Linked DNA regions of Mus musculus: regions 2, 3 and 4 are each linked to region 1. Evidence: chromatin contacts called from public promoter capture Hi-C data. All regions are on one chromosome and are shown on one strand. The core of a region is the stretch at or near the end of the contact, and the rest is flanking DNA. Distances in the headings are between cores, read along the strand shown.

The links. Promoter capture Hi-C pulls out the DNA fragments that hold promoters and counts their contacts.
Region 2: a contact with region 1 is called in a promoter capture Hi-C map of liver, with 3 times the contacts expected there. The contact joins the promoter of Tnfrsf13b here to the promoter of 1810063I02Rik in region 1. A contact is called at or near these places in 2 of 39 promoter capture datasets (both in liver).
Region 3: a contact with region 1 is called in a promoter capture Hi-C map of liver, with 2.6 times the contacts expected there. The contact joins the promoter of Slc47a2 here to the promoter of 1810063I02Rik in region 1. A contact is called at or near these places in 4 of 39 promoter capture datasets (the 3T3-L1 cell line, liver and pre-B cells).
Region 4: a contact with region 1 is called in a promoter capture Hi-C map of liver, with 5 times the contacts expected there. The contact joins the promoter of Grap here to the promoter of 1810063I02Rik in region 1. A contact is called at or near these places in 2 of 39 promoter capture datasets (both in liver).

What each region holds. Positions count from the first base shown.
Region 1 is chr11:59,920,044-59,924,062 of GRCm38.p6, reverse strand. It overlaps 1810063I02Rik (RIKEN cDNA 1810063I02 gene), which reads right to left and starts at 2,564. Exons shown (of 2, transcript NR_130986.1): 1 at 2,456-2,564; 2 at 2,174-2,338.
Region 2 is chr11:61,124,906-61,129,524 of GRCm38.p6, reverse strand. Tnfrsf13b (tumor necrosis factor receptor superfamily, member 13b) reads right to left here and starts at 2,770. Exons shown (of 5, transcript NM_021349.3): 1 at 2,710-2,770.
Region 3 is chr11:61,340,431-61,344,408 of GRCm38.p6, reverse strand. It overlaps Slc47a2 (solute carrier family 47, member 2), which reads left to right and starts at 1,549. Exons shown (of 17, transcript NM_001033542.2): 1 at 1,549-1,792; 2 at 1,869-1,970. The coding sequence starts at 1,631. It overlaps Slc47a1 (solute carrier family 47, member 1), which reads left to right. Exons shown (of 17, transcript NM_026183.5): 17 at 1-1,009. The coding sequence ends at 107.
Region 4 is chr11:61,651,882-61,656,256 of GRCm38.p6, reverse strand. Grap (GRB2-related adaptor protein) reads right to left here and starts at 2,936. Exons shown (of 5, transcript NM_027817.3): 1 at 2,833-2,936. The coding sequence starts at 2,910.

The DNA.
Region 1 (4,019 bases), core at 1,315-3,814:
CATACACATATAAATATACACTAAATAAATAAATTAGCATACACTAGCAAGATTTTATCGAAAGGACCCAGATGTAGCTGTCTCTTGTGAGACTATGCCGGGGCCTAGCAAACACAGAAGTGGATGCTCACAGTCAGCTAATGGATGGATCACAGGGCTCCTAATGGAGGAGCTAGAGAAAGTACCCAAGGAGCTAAAGGGATCTGCAACCCTATAGGTGGAACAACATTATGAACTAACCAGTACCCCGGAGCTCTTGACTCTAGCTGCATATGTATCAAAAGATGGCCTAGTCGGCCATCACTGGAAAGAGAGACCCATTGGACACGCAAACTTTATATGCCCCAGTACAGGGGAACGCCAGGGCCAAAAAGGGGGAGTGGGTGGGTAGGGGAGTGGGGGTGGGTGGGTATGGGGGACTTTTGGTATAGCATTGGAAATGTAAATGAGCTAAATACCTAATAAAAAATGGAAAAATAAATAAATTAATTAATTAAAGATGGAGATATTAGACTGGCTCACACCAAGGGAGGAGAGTGTAGCAAAGGTGCCACTCCTCCCTAAGCACTATCGGGGAACAGAAAGGGGAGGAGCAAAGGCATATTCCCAGTGACCTCATTTCCACCCACTAGGCCACACTCTTAAAGGTTCCACCATCTTCCCGTAGTGCCTCAGGCTTGGAACTGAACTTTCAGCACATGGGCTTTTAGGGACATTTCAGATCCGACACAGTAGAGCTCTGTGAATTTTCTAAGATTTTTCCTGTTCAGTCCATTTGACCAGAATTTACCATCACAGATCCTTTCCTCCCCCGGCCAGTTCAGGGACTTCCAGAATACCACCCTGTTTGGCCTGGGAGCAGACCCGTTCCCAGAAAGGAAGCCTCCTTCATCTACCAACAGGGTAGGCCCTTACATGGCTGCACCCGGCTAACCTGTGGACCCTGACTTCAGCCCTGTTCATGCAGGTTGGAGAGCTGCTCTTAGCTTGCTTCCCCCAGCCCTAGCTAGCTTCCTCATGGACATGTTAACTGGTAACCCACTTGCACTGGCTGGTTTTGTGTATCAACTTGTCACAAGCTGGAGTTATCACAAAGAAAGGAGCCTCCCTTGAGGAAATGCCTCTGTAAGGCCCAGCTATAAGGCATTTCCTCAATTAGTGATGAGGTAGTGTGAGGGCCCAGCCCATTGTGGGTGGTGCCATCCCTGGGCTGGTGGTCCTGGGTTCTATAAAAAAGCAAGCTGAGCAAGCCAGTAAGTAACATCCCTCCATGGCCTCTGCATCAGCTCCTGCTTCCTGACCTGCTTGAGTTCCAGTCCTGACTTCCTTTGGTGCTGAACAGCAATGTGTAAGTATAAGCTGAATAAACCCTTTCTTCTCAACTTGCTTCTTGGTCATGATGTTTGTGCAGGAATAGAAACCCTGACTAAGACACCACTTACAGATAAAGCTCAAAAACAGGTAAAATCCAGTTAGAGATTGCACCTGCAGGGCAGAGAGCCCCAGAGCCATTGGGTGCTGCCTTCTGGCTTCAAGTCTGAGTTCTGATTCCATGGGTATATTTGCTAACAGGCAGTGCTATGAATGTATATAAGATAATTAAATTTAAATCTGAGTTTAAAATTTTTTATTCATTTATTTAGTATGTGTTTGTGTGTGTGTGTGTGTTGTGTGTGTGTGTGTAGATCAGAGGACAGCCCATGAGAATTGGTTCTCTCCTTCTACCATGAAAGTGACAGGGATCAAGCAAATAACCATGCGTGGTAGCAGGTGTCTTTACCCACAGCAGCATCACACTGGCCCTGAGTTTGACATTTTTAAAAGGGCATGTGGAGTGGCTCACGGAAGATCTAGAGTCAGAGAGTTGAGGCCCAAGAGACACAGACAGGGTCCAGAACACCGTCCCCAATCATGGCTTGGACGGAGAAAGGGCTTGGGCTCCTGTTACTGTCAGGTGTTTTACTGAGGACCGGGTCCCCGCTCCTCACGCCAAGCTCAGGGCCGGTGTGCTTTGCTCCCTGGCCTTGGTGTAGACCTGTGACAGAGGTCAGGTGGGCTCCACGTGCTGAGCTTAAGACTCCCCAGCGCCCCAGAGAGAGGCCTGGGGAGAACTGGGAACATGGCCTTTGTTTCCAATCCCCAGAGATTCCAAGCTTTCGTCAGAGCTGAGGTTCATGGTTACGAGCCTTTTATTTTTTTAATCCTAGAAATGTTTCAAGGGGACCAACCAGCTCTCCTGTCCCATCAGCTTCTGTCAGTTCAAATCTCGGTCTCGGAGTCAGCATCCCACATCTCTGGCTCTGACCTCCTCCCTGTCAGGCACTGTGGTAACCATGGTCTGAAAGAAAAAAAACAACAACAACTTTTAAAGGTTTTTAAACTTTATTGTTAAAATAACTTAAAATAAATCAGCCACATACCCAAATTAACCAGACCCTGAGTTTAGACAACTCACAGCTGGCTGAATAGGTACTCAGGATGGAAGCTGTGCCGGCTGGTTTATGTCAACTGGACACAAGCTAGGATCGCCGGAAAGGAGGGAACCTCAGCTGAGAAAATGCCTCCGTAAGATCTGTGGGGCAGCTTCTTAATTGGTGATTAAAGTGGGAGGGTCCAGCCCGTTGTGGGTGGGGCCACCCCGTCAGGTGATCCTGGGTAGGGGAAAGCCAGTGAGCAGCACCTCTCCATGGTCTCTGCCTCAGCCTCTGCCTCCAGCTTCCTGCGCTGCTGGAGTTCCTGCCTTGGTTTCTCTCAGTGGGCTGTAATTCAAGATGTGTAAGCCAGACAAACCCTGTCCTCCCCAGCTTGGTCCCGGTGTTTCATCTCAGCAATTATAATCCTACCTAGGGACGCTGTGGGACTTCTCAGTGAACTTTATCTTTCACTATCAAATATACTTTAGGTGTTTGTTTATCCACTACCAAAACCAAAAGAATAAATCTTATGACGGAGTTAGAACTAGAAAAACAGATTTATATTCTCTCTCTTAGGTCGCATTCTTTCCTTGCATTCAGCCCTCCTTTCCCGTGGTGTTCAGCCTTTCTCGTTCTCTCTTCTCCATATCATACTGTACCGGCAGGCACGCTTGTTTGCATGTGTGTGTATAATATTTGCTAGATTCACCATATGAAGAGGACATGGGGCTTTTTCTTTCTGAGGCTGTGTGACCTCACTGGATATTATACATTTTAAGGCCATCTGTTTTCTTGCAAATTTTTATTTCACTTTTCTTTAGAGCTGAGCAATAATCCATTATATATAATACATGATATATTATATTCCATTACATATGTATATACACACACACACACACACACACACACACATATATGTTTCATTATTGGCTCCTCTGTTGATTCCAATTTTTTGCCATAGTGAATTAAACAGTAATTAACACAGTGGTGCACATATCTATAGGGTGGGTGTGGTTTGGTGGGTGTATACCCAGGAGTGGACTAGTTGGGTCACGTGCTAGTTCTGGTTTTATTTTTATTTTTTGAGACCTCTCTGCAGCGGTTTCCACGGGGCTGTATCAGTTTGCATCCTCAACAACAGTGAATTCTCTTCAATGGTGAATTAAGAGTTCCTGTTTCTCCACATCCTCTCCAACGTTTGTGGTCAGATTTATTGACAAACGCCATTTGGACTGGGGTTAGGTGGTACCTCAAAGTAGTTTTGATTGGCATTCCCTAATGGTGGGGGTATTGGATAATTTTAAAAATAGTAAATTGGCCATCTGTCTGTGTGTCTTTTTAAAAATCTGTCTATTCAGTTCATTTGTCCATTTGCTGGTTGGCAGTTTTATTCCCTTGGCGTTTAATCTCCACAGTTCTTTCTAAGTTCTGGACATTATCCCCTCTCTGAAGTGTACTGGGTACCGATTTTCTCCCCTTCTCTGGGCTGTCTGTTAACTGCTGACTGTGTCCTGTGCAGAGAACTGTCATTCTCCTGTTCCTATCAGTTGATGGTGGAGTTAGTTCCTGTGCTGCTGGTATTCTGTTTAAAACAGTCTTGCCTTC
Region 2 (4,619 bases), core at 1,521-4,020, 1.2 Mb before region 1:
TCCAAGAGTGACGGCAACTGAGTCAGAAAAGGAAGCTTGAGGAGACAGCACTGCTGGTAGATAGCAGGGAAGGAGGAACTCCTCTTGTAACCTAGACCGGTTCCTGCGAACCCTAAAACCCAAGAGTCGGCAGCACCTCCAATTTCTGGAGGCCTCCTGACATGCTTGTCTAGATGGCAAGGCGCTGCTCCACGGAAAACTGATGAGGCAGATTAGTCTGAAACCTTCTTTTAAAAAGTCAAGGCAGCAGCTTGCACCACACAGAAAGACCCGGCATATCTGCACCGTGGTGCTACAGGCTCCTGACCAGGACTATAAGGTTACACTCCGTACCACATGCAAGGCAGGGGCGCATCACGCCGCTCCTCTTCCAAGCCCCAAACTGATGGGTCTTCTCACCCCTTAGTCCAGGCGTCGAGGAAGGCAACTTGGAATTCTTGCGCCTTTTAAAAACTGGATGCAGTTTGGGATAGGGGGTGGCGCACGCCTTTCATCCCAGCCCTTGGGAGGCAGAGGCAGGAGGAACTCTGAGTTCAAGGTCAGTCTCATCTACAGAGAGTTCCAGAACAGCCAGGGCTATACAGAGAAACCCTATCTTCTTAAAAAAACAAAACAAACAAAAAACAAAGCCAAAAACTTGGACACAGGACATGTTTGACTATTATTGTGAATACCTTTAAAGAGGAAGGGAAGACTCGGCTTTCAATACCAGTCAGGTGCCTGTTGTGAGCGAGCAATCCTACGCTGCAATAGAACAAAACAAGACAGTTTTAAGAACGCAAGGCCCAGCTGGGCGTGGTGGAGCACGCCTTTAATCCCAGCACTCAGGAGGCAGAGACAGGCAGATTTCTGAGTTCGAGGCCAGCCTGGTCAACAAAGTGAGTTCCAGGATAGCCAGGGCTATACAAGGAAACCCTGTCTCGAAAAACCAAAAAAAAAAAAAAAAAAAAAAAAGAACACAAGGCTCAAATTACAGCATTTTGCTATTAATCCAATATTAATCCGAATAGTTTACTTGTGCATATATATGTATATGTATATATATATACATATATATATATATATATATATATATATATATATATATATATACATACATACACACACACACCAGTTTTCTATTTGAGTAAAACAAAATTGTTATGTGAAATACATTAAAGTGGTTACTTTCATTTTAATGGCTTTCTATTACTACTACTACTATTACTATGTTTTTTTGAGGCAGGATCTCACTATGTAGCCCTGACTGTTCTGAAGCTCTCTGTAGACCAGGCTGGCCTCAAACTCACAGAGATCTGCTTACCTCTGCCTCCCAAGTGCTAGGGTTAAAGGTGTGTGCCACTAACCTAGCCAGTGGTTTTCTAGTTTTAATTTCAAGTGTAACTGCTTTAGTTTTTATTATTATAGAGAAACTATGAATGGAAAGAATATATACCTATTTCATGATAATACAAATGTAATAAATATTAAAATAATTATTTTAAATGTTAAATTATTTAAAATACTGAAATAAGGTAGAGGATTTTTTTCTAACTTCCCAGAACCTTTGAATGTCACTTTTCAAGAGGGTCTGAAGGGTTGACTGCAGATTTGCGGTTTGAGGCCCATTTTGTAGGTGAAGAGAAGAGACTTATCCGAGGCCAAGGGCCAGTGTGCAAACTAAGAACAGCAGTGACTTGAACTCTCCACCTGTCTGGGCTCTCACTGAAGCACTGGAAAGCTAATGTGGGTTCCAGAACATTCTTCCCTGATTCCTAACTGCTGGTCCCAGGTCCTCTGACATTTCCTTTTGGGTCAAGATGGCTCCTGACCATCACCTCTTGCGATTCTCTGTGAAACTCATTCGCATCCTTGGTGGACATGGTTGCTGGACAGAGATGGAAATCCTAGCAAAGGCCTGCCTGAGTCTAGCTTGGGTAGGGGGATGGGTCGAGAGCTGCTGTGAGTGGTGGGTCCTGATGACTTTGCCTTGGAGGAAACTTTTTTTTTTTTTTTTTGGTTTTTCGAGACAGGGTTTCTCTGTGTAGCCCTGGCTATCCTGGAACTTACTTTGTAGACCAGGCTGGCCTCGAACTCAGAAATACAGAAATCCGCCTGTCTCTGCCTCCCGAATGCTGGGATTAAAGGCGTTCGCCACCACCGCCCAGCTTGGAGGAAACTCTTTAAGGAAACTCTTTAACACTATAGGATAAACAGCTCTGATTCATCAGCAAAAATCAGCAAGAAAAATAAGAAGGCAGATGGGGATAGGTAGAGTCTGAAATACAGAACCCACTTTTCTCCTGAGGGCCATGAAGGTCTGATTTGAATCTGCCCACCGAGGACACACATCATCAGCACTTCGCGCTCAACACCTGTGCTCGTAGGCGCGTCACGATATTAAGAGTTCTTAGAAATTCACAGCAGTTAAGTGCGGGCAGAGATCTAAATGCTGCATCTCGAGGCATCCAAAATTTACCAGATTCACTTCAAACTAATCCAGGGGCACAAGGAAACAAATCTGGAGCACGTGGATAGAAAAAAGAAGGTTCCTGCCTGTTTGGCTGACCCCACTGGCAGGCAAGACCTGACCCCCGGAGGCCTCTTCCGTGTGCAGGACTGAAGCTGTCCCAAAGCTGAGTAGCCTTAGCTTGTGCCGTGGTGGCACTGCTAGATCTCCAGCCCCCGGAGCACCCTCTTGGCCCTCACCCACCACGGCTGGCTACTCACCACGCTCCTGCGCCAACAGCTCCAGCCTCCTGCCTGCCCTGGCCTACACCACTCATTACTCAGGGCGTTTATTATTAGCCTGAGATTTTGTTAGGCCTAGGCCACACTTCCTGGGTTTTCCCCTTCGACCTGGGGATGTAAATAAGCCACCCTGCTGACCTGCGCCTGCGCTTTAGTCCAGGGAGGACAGGTAAGCGACCTGTCGCTTTTGGCTTAGCAGTGAGGGCTTAGCCTGGTTGTATTAATGACAGGGCTTTGACACTTCTAGATCTTCTCTGGCCCGGCTCCTGCGCCTGGTTCCTGTCCACTGCCCACTGCCCACTCTCCAGGCTAGGATGTCCAAACAGCTCTTGTCCTCCCCACATAGCCTTCCCTCCTCTTGGACCATTACATCCTGTGCTGCTGCCTGGTCAGTTCTTGCTGTCTCTTTTTCAATGATCAGTTGAGATGTCACCTCTCCCACGAAGCCATCTGTGATTGCTCCCAGGACGTTAGGTGTTACGTGCAGTCCCTGTAGATCTGGGTTTTGCTTCAGGGTCTGATACCTTGGTAAGGACTTGTATATAAATTGTCTCGTACCTCCATGCCCTCATTTGAAAAGTGGGCCCTTGAGTCATTGTGAGAATGACATGAGTTCACACAGTCACTTGTTCTTTGTCTGGCTTTTAGTTCCTTTGACACAGGTGTCACTATGTTGTCTGTCTCAAGAGCCTCCTGTCTCAGACTCCAGAGGGCTGGGATTTCAGGTGTGCTCCTCAACGCCTGGCCACCACAGGCCCCTTCTTATAGCAAGTTCTCAGCACACAGTGACTGAGAACTCCATGTCCAATATATGACATGAAGAATCAATGCTACAGCATCAACTTCATTGCTTAGACTCCCTGGTCTTCAGAATCCTGCAGGGATAAGAAAGTCTAACAACTGCACTCCCAAGTTCACTGTAGTACTGTTCACAGTAGCCCAGATACAGAGGCAATCTGCATGTCTTCAGTGGATGTGTGTGGACAATGGGATTCTCTTCATTCTCAAAAGAGAAGGAAATCCTGCCATTTGTATGAACACGGATGGAACTGGAGAACTTTATGTATAAAAATGGAAGTCTGGCTGGATGTGGTGGCACACGCCGTTAATCCCAGCATTTGAGAGACAGAGGCCGGCAGCCTCCTGAGTTCTCTGCTAGCCTGGTCTACAGAGCTAGTTCCAGGACAGCCTGGGCTACAGAAAAAAACATTGCCTCAAACAAACAAACAAACAAACAAACAAACAAAAGAAAAAGAAGTCATGGCCTAGAGCGAAGGCCCAGCAGGTACGTGCACTGACGCTGCCCTACAGAGAACCTGGGTACAGCTCCCAGCACCCACAGGATAGCTCACAAACATCTGTAACTTGGGTTCCAGGGGATCCAATACCCTCTTCCAGTCTCCAGGGACCCCCAGACATAAGTGTGATGCACAGACACGTATTCAGGCAAGACACCATACACATAAAATTTTAAAAATTGGGGCTGGAGAAATGACTCAGCGGTTAAGACCATTGATTGCTCTTCCAGAGGTTCTGAGTTCAATTCCCAGCGACCACACGGTGGCTCACAACCATCTGCAATAGTATCCGATGCCCTCTTTTGGTGTGTCTGAAGACAGCAACAGTGTACTCATATAAATAAAACAAATAAATCTTTTTAAAAAATTTAAAAAATGAAATCAATGGCTTAAATTGGAAAAGGAGCCAGTCATAGAAAGACAAAAGCCACATGTCTCTGTGGGACAGAGATCTTACAACTGGGAAGAAGATCAGTCAATGGAGGCTGTGGAAGGTCGGGGACAAGTTGGTCAGAAGGTCCCAGCTTCAGCCAGGTAGTTCTGTGTTTCTGTTGTATGGCAGAGTGTCTATGATTTATAGTACTATGCTGT
Region 3 (3,978 bases), core at 300-2,799, 1.4 Mb before region 1:
AACTGTCTGGGAAACAGTTGGCCTTACGGAGAGGACTCCTGCTCCTAGGGGTAGTCTTAGTCTTGGTGGGTGGGATTTTAGTGAGAGTCTATATCAGAATTGAATAATGTGGGAATGCCATCAATCCAGCAACTTGGGTGCTCCTCAGTCTGTGAAGTTAATGCTGAACAAATCCACCCCACATTGAAACATCAGGGCTGGGGATACTGCAGACAGCAATATGTTCAGCATGTTCTGGGCCCTCTAACATAAGTTCTCTCTCTCTCTCTCTCTCTCTCTCTCTGTATGTGTCTCTCTTTGGGTGTGTGTTTGAGAGAGACAGAGAGAGGGAGACACCCCCCCAAGAGATATAAACAGAAAGACAAAGAGACATAGATGAGACAGAGGCAGAGGAGATGCTCTGGAGTGGACAATGCCTGCAATATACTTACCTACCAAATACCAGTATTCGAAACATTGTACCAACCGGAATGTTGATTTTGCACCCCTGGGATTGCAGGGAGTCACCTGGAGACTCTAGCTCACTGCCACTGTCCCCATGTTTCCAAAGGATAGTGTCACACATTGTGAACCCAGGAAAAGCTCCCCGTTCAAAAACAGTCTCTTCTGAATGCGTGTCACTTTTGCATCAATGTTAAAGTTGAGCCCCTGGAAAGTGAATCACTGTTTAAGTCTGGGCCCACGTGCAGTTTTGAACATAGAGACAATTCAGAGCCAGTCATTATAGTTAACAGAATTCAACTGTGCCCATGGGAATTATGAACTGAGAATTCAAAAATTTTGTTTCTCTAATAAATAAGGTAAACACCATATAGTGCAATGTGGGGGAGACTATGGGGGAGTATTAATTCATCTGCCACTGTCAAACATGCACTGCTGTCTACTGTCTTCATTCCGGGCTGGAATTCCTATTTCTTCTGCCTATTGTTTTCTATGCTACAAAACTATATCTGAACTGCTTCTATATTCTTGCTGTGTGACTTCTATTAAATACATTTTATGATATGTCTCTGGGCTGTAGATTATTATTCCGTGAGCAAACAGCGTTTATAAATCATCAGAGGAAGCTCAGATTCCCCTGGGAGAGGGGTGCAGGCAACGGGAGGTCTCTGGAGCTGTAAAGCGATGAAGACCCAGAGTGACAATCCCCCTGGTGGTGGCCATTGGACAAAGCTTGAACAAAGTCGAAGCCCAATTCTTCCAGCCTCTGAAGGGTTGATTAAGTACACACGGATAATTCAGCAAACTTCCAAAGTACAGAAAATGAACACAATTAGAAACGTCAGTCACTATGAGTGTAAAACGGCTCAATTTATTTTTTCTTTTGGTGGTTGGGGCTGGGGTTGGAGTCTGCTACAGGCAGGCATTCCTCATTGAGCTACACCAGCAGCTACACAGTGGCGTTTGGATGGGACCACCTAAACCATCCCTCAGCTTAATTCTTGTTGTGTCTATAAGCACCCAGGCCGAGGCTTGTGCCGCGCGCTGCGCTCGGCGACGGTTGGATTTGGACGCGGCGCCCGGGGCGGGGTGGCGCGTGGGGCGGTTCCCGCCCGGCTCCCTGCACTTCGCAGTGGCTACTCGACTCACGGCTCCACGTGTGGATCGCGCCACTATCTGAGCCTGTGCCATGGAGCCGGCCGAGGACAGCCTGGGAGCCACCATCCAGCCCCCGGAGCTGGTCCGCGTCCCACGGGGGCGCAGTCTGAGGATCCTGCTGGGCCTTCGAGGAGCGCTGTCCCCCGACGTGAGACGGGAGGCGGCCGCGCTAGTGGCGCTCGCGGGCCCGGTGGTGAGTTGGACCCCGAGCTGCGGGCGCGGGGCGACCTCAGGCGGCCCGAGAGTGACCGCCTCTCTGCTCCTTGCAGTTCCTGGCGCAGCTGATGATCTTTCTCATCAGCATCGTCAGTTCCATCTTCTGCGGACACCTGGGCAAAGTCGAGTTGGACGCCGTGACACTCGCTGTTTCCGTAGGTGCTAACTGTTTCAGCTGATGATGTGGTAAAGCCGGAAAGCTTTAATGTGTTTTTATTTGTATAGCGCTGGAAATGGCCTCAGTGCCAAGAATCCGAATTAGAACTGCAGGGTCTGGGTCTGACCCACCGTGCTACTATGATCTTCAGATTTGGGAAGAGAGCGAGTTCAGAGTAAATCCCCGCTTCACCCCCTCCCAACCCCCAGGCACTGCGTCCTGGGGGGACATGAAAGGAGTGTCCCAAGCAGACCACATGGTGCACAGCTACCCTAAATGAACTTTGTGTCCCCACTTCTGAAACCAAACCACCAAAGCTATTAGTTACACGGTTCATTAAGATTGCATGTAAAGTGTCTTTCTTCCTCATGGCTTGCAATCCCGCGTCCTTAGAAGCCTCTCTCCATCTGCTAGCAAGGTAGTGGAAAGCAGCTCGCTTGCATTTGATCCTCACTTTCAGACAGGAGAGAAACTCTTCCTCCAAGGGAGGTGATGGCGACTGGGTCCTCCCCTATTTCCGAAAGTGTCCCTTCTGCCCGCTAGGATGTTGGAATGCCCTGTGCAATAGTGGAGGTCCGCAGTTTCTCTTTCAGTATAATGGAGGAGAGAGACCTGGCGCTCGCTCTCTCTCTCTCTCTCTCTCTCTCTCTCTCTCTCTCTCTCTCTCTCTCTCTGTGTGTGTGTGTGTCTCAGTTTATGTATGGATCTATAACTGTACTGTCAGAATTATAGTTTTAGTTTTCTCTCTCTCTCTCTCTCTGTGTGTGTGTGTCTCAGTTTATGTATGGATCTATAACTGTACTGTCAGAATTATAGTTTTCTCTCTCTCTCTCTCTCTCTCTCTCTCTCTCTCTCTCTCTCTCTCTCTCCTCTTTCTCTGTTGTTGTTGTCTGGCAATTTCCTTTCCTTTTCCTGTTATGTCTCTAGAGTTTCGATGTAAAAACAACAGGAATAAATGCGACCCACAGTGAGACAGGAGGCTTGGCGGTGGTCCGTGGGAGCACCAGTGTGTTCTACAGACAGGGCTTTCTGCAGATAAGGGCAGGACAGTGAGAGCCACTGTCAGCCCTTCATAAATGAGTCAAGGAGATATGTTGCTTTTAGTGAATGTTACCTTGTAACTAATTGTTGGGAAGGTAGTGGCCCAGTGGTTAGATATGTTAAGTTTTATACATTTTGTTTTTGAAACAGGGTCATGCTCAGTAGTCCAGGCTGGCCTTGAAGTTTCAATATTCTTGCCTCCATTGGAATTACGGGCCTAGTCATTTTTGTCTCATCTTTTGTTGTAATGCTGTTCCTGGTGAGAGAGAGAGAGAGAGAGAGAGAGAGAGAGAGAGAGAGAGAGCTCTGACTGTGCTCAGTCTGGTAGAAGCTTGAACAAACCTGGGCTATAGAGGATGACTGGTATTCTAAGCCAACCAAAGGCAGTTAGTTACAACAATAACAACAACCAACCAAACAAACAAACAAACAAATAACAGAACAAAGACACTCTCATGTGTCAAAGTAGGGCAGGGGTGGTATACACCTTTAGTTCCAACCCTTGGAGGGAGGCAGGCAGGCAGGTCTCTGAGTTCAAGGCCAGCCTGGTCTACAGAGCAAGTTCCAGGACAGTCAAAGCTACACAGAGAAACTCTGTTTAGAAAAATAACTTTTTGTTTGTATGTTTGTCTGAGACATGTTTTGTTTTGTTTTGTTTTGTTTTGTTTTGTTTTGTTTCTGTGTAGTTCTGGCTGTCTGGGAACTCTCTGTAGAGACCAGGCTGGCCTCGAACCCCGAGATCCACCTGATTCTGCCTCCTACTGAGTACTGGGATTAAAAGCACACACTACCACTTTTTATAAAGTGAGGTACTTCCTCTTTCCCTTTCCTGGATTGGTTGATCAGTGTGTGCCTCACTGCTGGGTCCCTTGTGCCATGTGCCCTCTGGGTTTCCTGTCTGGTGGGGTAAGTTTAGGGGACTCCATATGTGGCCTGCTACTGACCTCCCGAGGATGTAGGTCTCC
Region 4 (4,375 bases), core at 1,687-4,186, 1.7 Mb before region 1:
CCCAAGTGCTGGGATTAAAGGCATGCACCACTACCACCTGACTCCTAGTGCAAAAATTTTAAGCTTTTTAAATTCATCTAGATCAGTGGTTCTCAACTTGTAGGCTACAGCCCATTTATGAGTCAAACAACCCTTTTACAGGGTCAACTAAGACCATTGAAAAACACAGATATTTACATTACAATTCACAACAGTAGCAAAATTGGAGGTATGGAGTAGCAACAAAAATAATTCCATGGTTGGAGGTCACCACAACATGAGGAACTGTATTAAAGGGTCGCAGTACTGGGAAAGTTGAGAACCACTGCCCTAGATCATTATGTCACTTCATTGTCTGCCACCCCAACGGGAAGACACAGACCTCTCCATGCTCTCTGCAACCTTGGAGGTTTCACTGTTGTTTTCAAAAGCAAGTTGTTTTTAAAGCAAAGTGGTGCTGGACATAGTGGTGAACACAGTCGGTTACAGCAGGAGCGGGGAGGGGGAGGGAGAGGCAGAGGCCAGCCAGGGCTGCAGAGTGAGTTCCAGGACAGCCAGGGCTACATGGAGGAAACCTATGTAGAAAAATCAGACCAGACCAAACCAAACAAGACAAAAGAGTTCTTTATATATTATTGTCATTTAGGTTAGGAAGTTTTTCTTAGTCTGAGCTACTTCTGTGTCTCTTCTGCTTGCCCAACAGGCCCAGAGTCCTCTCTTCCCTCTTACACTTCAGTCAAACTCTTCAAACAGATCAAGGCCCTGCTTTGAGGAGCCTTCCGGAGAGCTGTTTCTGGACTCAGTGCTCCCTCTTTCCCAGGCTCTGGACTGGGTGCTCCCTCTCTCCCAGGCTCTGGGCTGATTGCTCCCTCTTTCCCAAGCTCTGGGCTGGATACCCCCTGTCACCCAGGCTCTGGGCTGGGTACCCCCTCTCCCCCAGGCTCTGGGCTGGGTGCTCCCTCTCCCCCAGGCTCTGGGCTGGGTGCTCCCTCTCCCCCAGGCTCTGGGCTGAGTGCTCCCTCTCCCCCAGGCTCTGGGTTGGGTGCTCTGTCTTTCCCAAGGCTCTTTGCACAGGCAGCTCTTTCAGTCTCCAGATTTCCACACCTCTTTTGAGGACAATTCTTCACTCTCTTGCTCCAATTTCTTCACCTACAGGCAGCCCTCCCAACCCTTAGCCTCCAGCCTCACTCCCCATGCCCTTGCATGAAGCTTGGCTAAGCCTGGTGCTTGTCAAATGAGTGAAGGGGGAAGCTGCACCCCAAGGCCTGCCAACTACCCATAGCCTCTTGTGCTTTCCTTCCGCTCCCTCACTGAAAGCCGACTGTGCACACTGCTCCCGCCTTGTGCCTTCAGGTCCCCCAAATTCTCATGACTTATGATGCATACCCCCTCCTCTTTCTCAGTAGACTCTTAGCAAAGTGATGCCCGGCTTGTTGGAAGGCTGTGAAGGAGGAGGCTATCACTCTGCACAGTAGGTGCCCCAGGGACTGTACTGGTCCCTCTGAGCCCAGGCCAGAATCTTCTACACAGCATTCCTACTTTTTAATAGGCCAGCTACCCTCCAGCCTCAAGTGTGTGTGAAAGATATGGCCCATGCTGGTTTCCAGAGTAGCTGAGGCCTCTGAACTGAACTTGGATCTGGACAGTCTCCCACCCCAGGTCTTTCTGAGGCCAAACTGGTTGAGTGTGCATAGGACCCAGAGCCAACAACTTAGGTAGATACACCAGCACCTTAGCTTGAAGAAGGGGGTGCACAAAGGTATGTGGTTGCTTTAGGACCCCAGCTTAGAGCTTTAGACACCCAGGGGACCGAACAAAGAAAGGCTCAAGAATTAAAGCAATGGAGATTGGCTCACACTACACTACACTACACTACACTACACTACACTACACTACACTACACTACACTACACTACACTACACTACACACGTACAGACACCTTGCTGAGCCTCGCTCACTGCAGCCAAGCCATGGTCTTCCACAGCCAGGAGATCCACACTGAGCCTGGGACCCATGTACAGGATAGCTCTAAAGAGTCTGTCTCCGTGCTTGAATCTTCGAGCCAGGGCTCAGGGTGGTAGCCATCTAGCCCTGTGTCTGTTGCTCCAGGGGGTCACAATAGGGGCAGTGGAGGGCACAGGATGGGCCACTAGCATTCCAGTGTCCATGGTTCAGCATGGCCACTCTCCTGTGCCCCCTCAGCTCTCCTGTCATATGCAAACTTCTAAGTAAGGGCATCCCCGGTAGAGATTTCACACACTCGTGTGTCTAATGACTTGGAAGACAACCACTGTGAGTGAAAGTGGCTCAGGTGAGAACAAATGAAGTATAGCGTTCTATTTCTCCTTTCCCATCAATACAGCTTAATCTCAGCTATTTTAGCCCAATTAAGTTAGAATGTCTGCTTATTTTAGACTCTCTCTCTGTCTCTCTGTCTCTCTCTGTCTCTCTCTCTCTCTCTCTCTCTCTCTCACACACACACACACACACATACACACACTCTTACACACACACACGATTTCTACCTCTGTGTCTCTCTGTTTCTCTCTGTGTTACTGATCTCAAAATTTGTCTATTAAACTTTTCTTTAAAAACAAACAAACAAAACCCTAGAAAACAGTGGGATTTAGGCAACTCCCACCAGACTCTGTGGCCTCAGACTCTCAAATGACCCCAAAGGAAGGATCAGTAATAAATACTATTCCACTTTCCTAAATGAGGAAACTGAAGAGGGTAGAGGCAGCTAACCTGAGCCTGTCCCTCACAGCCCAGACTCCCAGGACTCTCTGAGGTGCTGGTTCTAACCCTACCAACCCTGTTGGCCCACTCAGCCCAGCTCCAGCCTTCTGTACCTTAAGCGTGTCCCCCTTGTTGAAGGCCAGCTCGTCACTCTCGGTAGCCTGGAAGCTGTACAGGGCCACGGACTCCATCCCACTGTCCCTGGGCTTCAGCCGAGGACCCAGCAGCTACAGCTTCCTGCTTCCTGCAGGAGAGGACCACTTCCTTTGTTTTGAGTATTTGTTCTTTTGAAGCTGCAGCCGGAAACTGCCCTTGATGGGGGAGAAACAGGAAGCAAAGACATGTCACCCTTGTCATAGCTCAGAGAGGGTGTGCTCATAAACCCACTTTGGCTGTGGGGGAGTCCCCATTAGGACGATGCAGAGCTGTCTCGTGCTTGGCCTCTGTCTCTCAGCCTTCACATTTCTTATCTGTTTTAAATGGAGTTTCTATTGCTGTGAAAAACACCAAAACCAAAAGTGACTTGGGAGGAAAAGGTTTATTTGGCTTAGATTATAGTCTATCAGGAAAGCCAAGGCAAGAACCTGGAGGCAGGAACTGAAGCAGAGACCACGGAGGGACACTGCTTACTGGCTTGCTTCCCATGGCTTGCTCAGCCAACTTTCTTATACACCCAGAGCATCTGCCCAGGGGTGGAACTTCCCACAGAGAACCAGACTCATCCACACCAGTCATTAGTCAGGAAAACGTCCCCACAGACTTGTCCACAAGCCAATTCTCAACTCAAGCTGCCTCTGGCTTGTGTCAAGTTGAAAACAACAACAACAACAAAAAACCAAACAAACAAAAAAACAAACAAACAAAACAACTAAGCAGGACAACTGCTGATACCTGTAGCGAGATTCCTAAGCACCCACCACCTCAAACCCAAATTCCAGCCTACGTTCAAGACACTTCCAACCGTCTCCTCTCACCTGCTCCACACAGCTCCCTCATGTACCCTTTTGGGTATTCCACTACAAGCAAACTCCAGGCTGGAGAGCCATTGTGGTGGGCACACCACCTTTTCCTACTTGCCCAGGAAGCTCCTATTCACCTATGAAAACCTCACTAATAAGGCCCCTGTTGTGCTTTAAACATCGAGTACCACCTGAGCTTTCTGTAGCTTGTGGTCTGAAGGCATTACAGCTCTGCGATTGTTAAGGGAAGGCTGTGACACTGATGCAGACAGCAGTCTGGTGAGTACTAGGGGGTAAAGCACAACACGGAGAAACACAGCTATACATTTGCAACCACATGGAACCACAGAGAGCCAGTATTCTCCAAACACACAGGGACAGCTAAAGAACCCAGGCTGTGGGATGGGTACCAGATGGATCCAGATGAAGCCAGATTTTTATTTTATTTTATTTCATTTATTTACTTATTTTTAGTTTTATTTCTAAATTATTTTTTATTATTTATTTAGTTAGTTAGTTAGTTTTTCGAGACAGGGTTTTCTCTGTGTAGCTCTGGCTGTCCTGGAACTCACTTTGTAGACCAGGCTGGCCTCGAACTCAAAAATCCTCCTGCCTCTGCCTCCCAAGTGCTGGGATTAAAGGTGTGCGCCACCACTGCCTGGCAGATTTTTTTTTTTTTTTCAAGACGGTGGTTTTC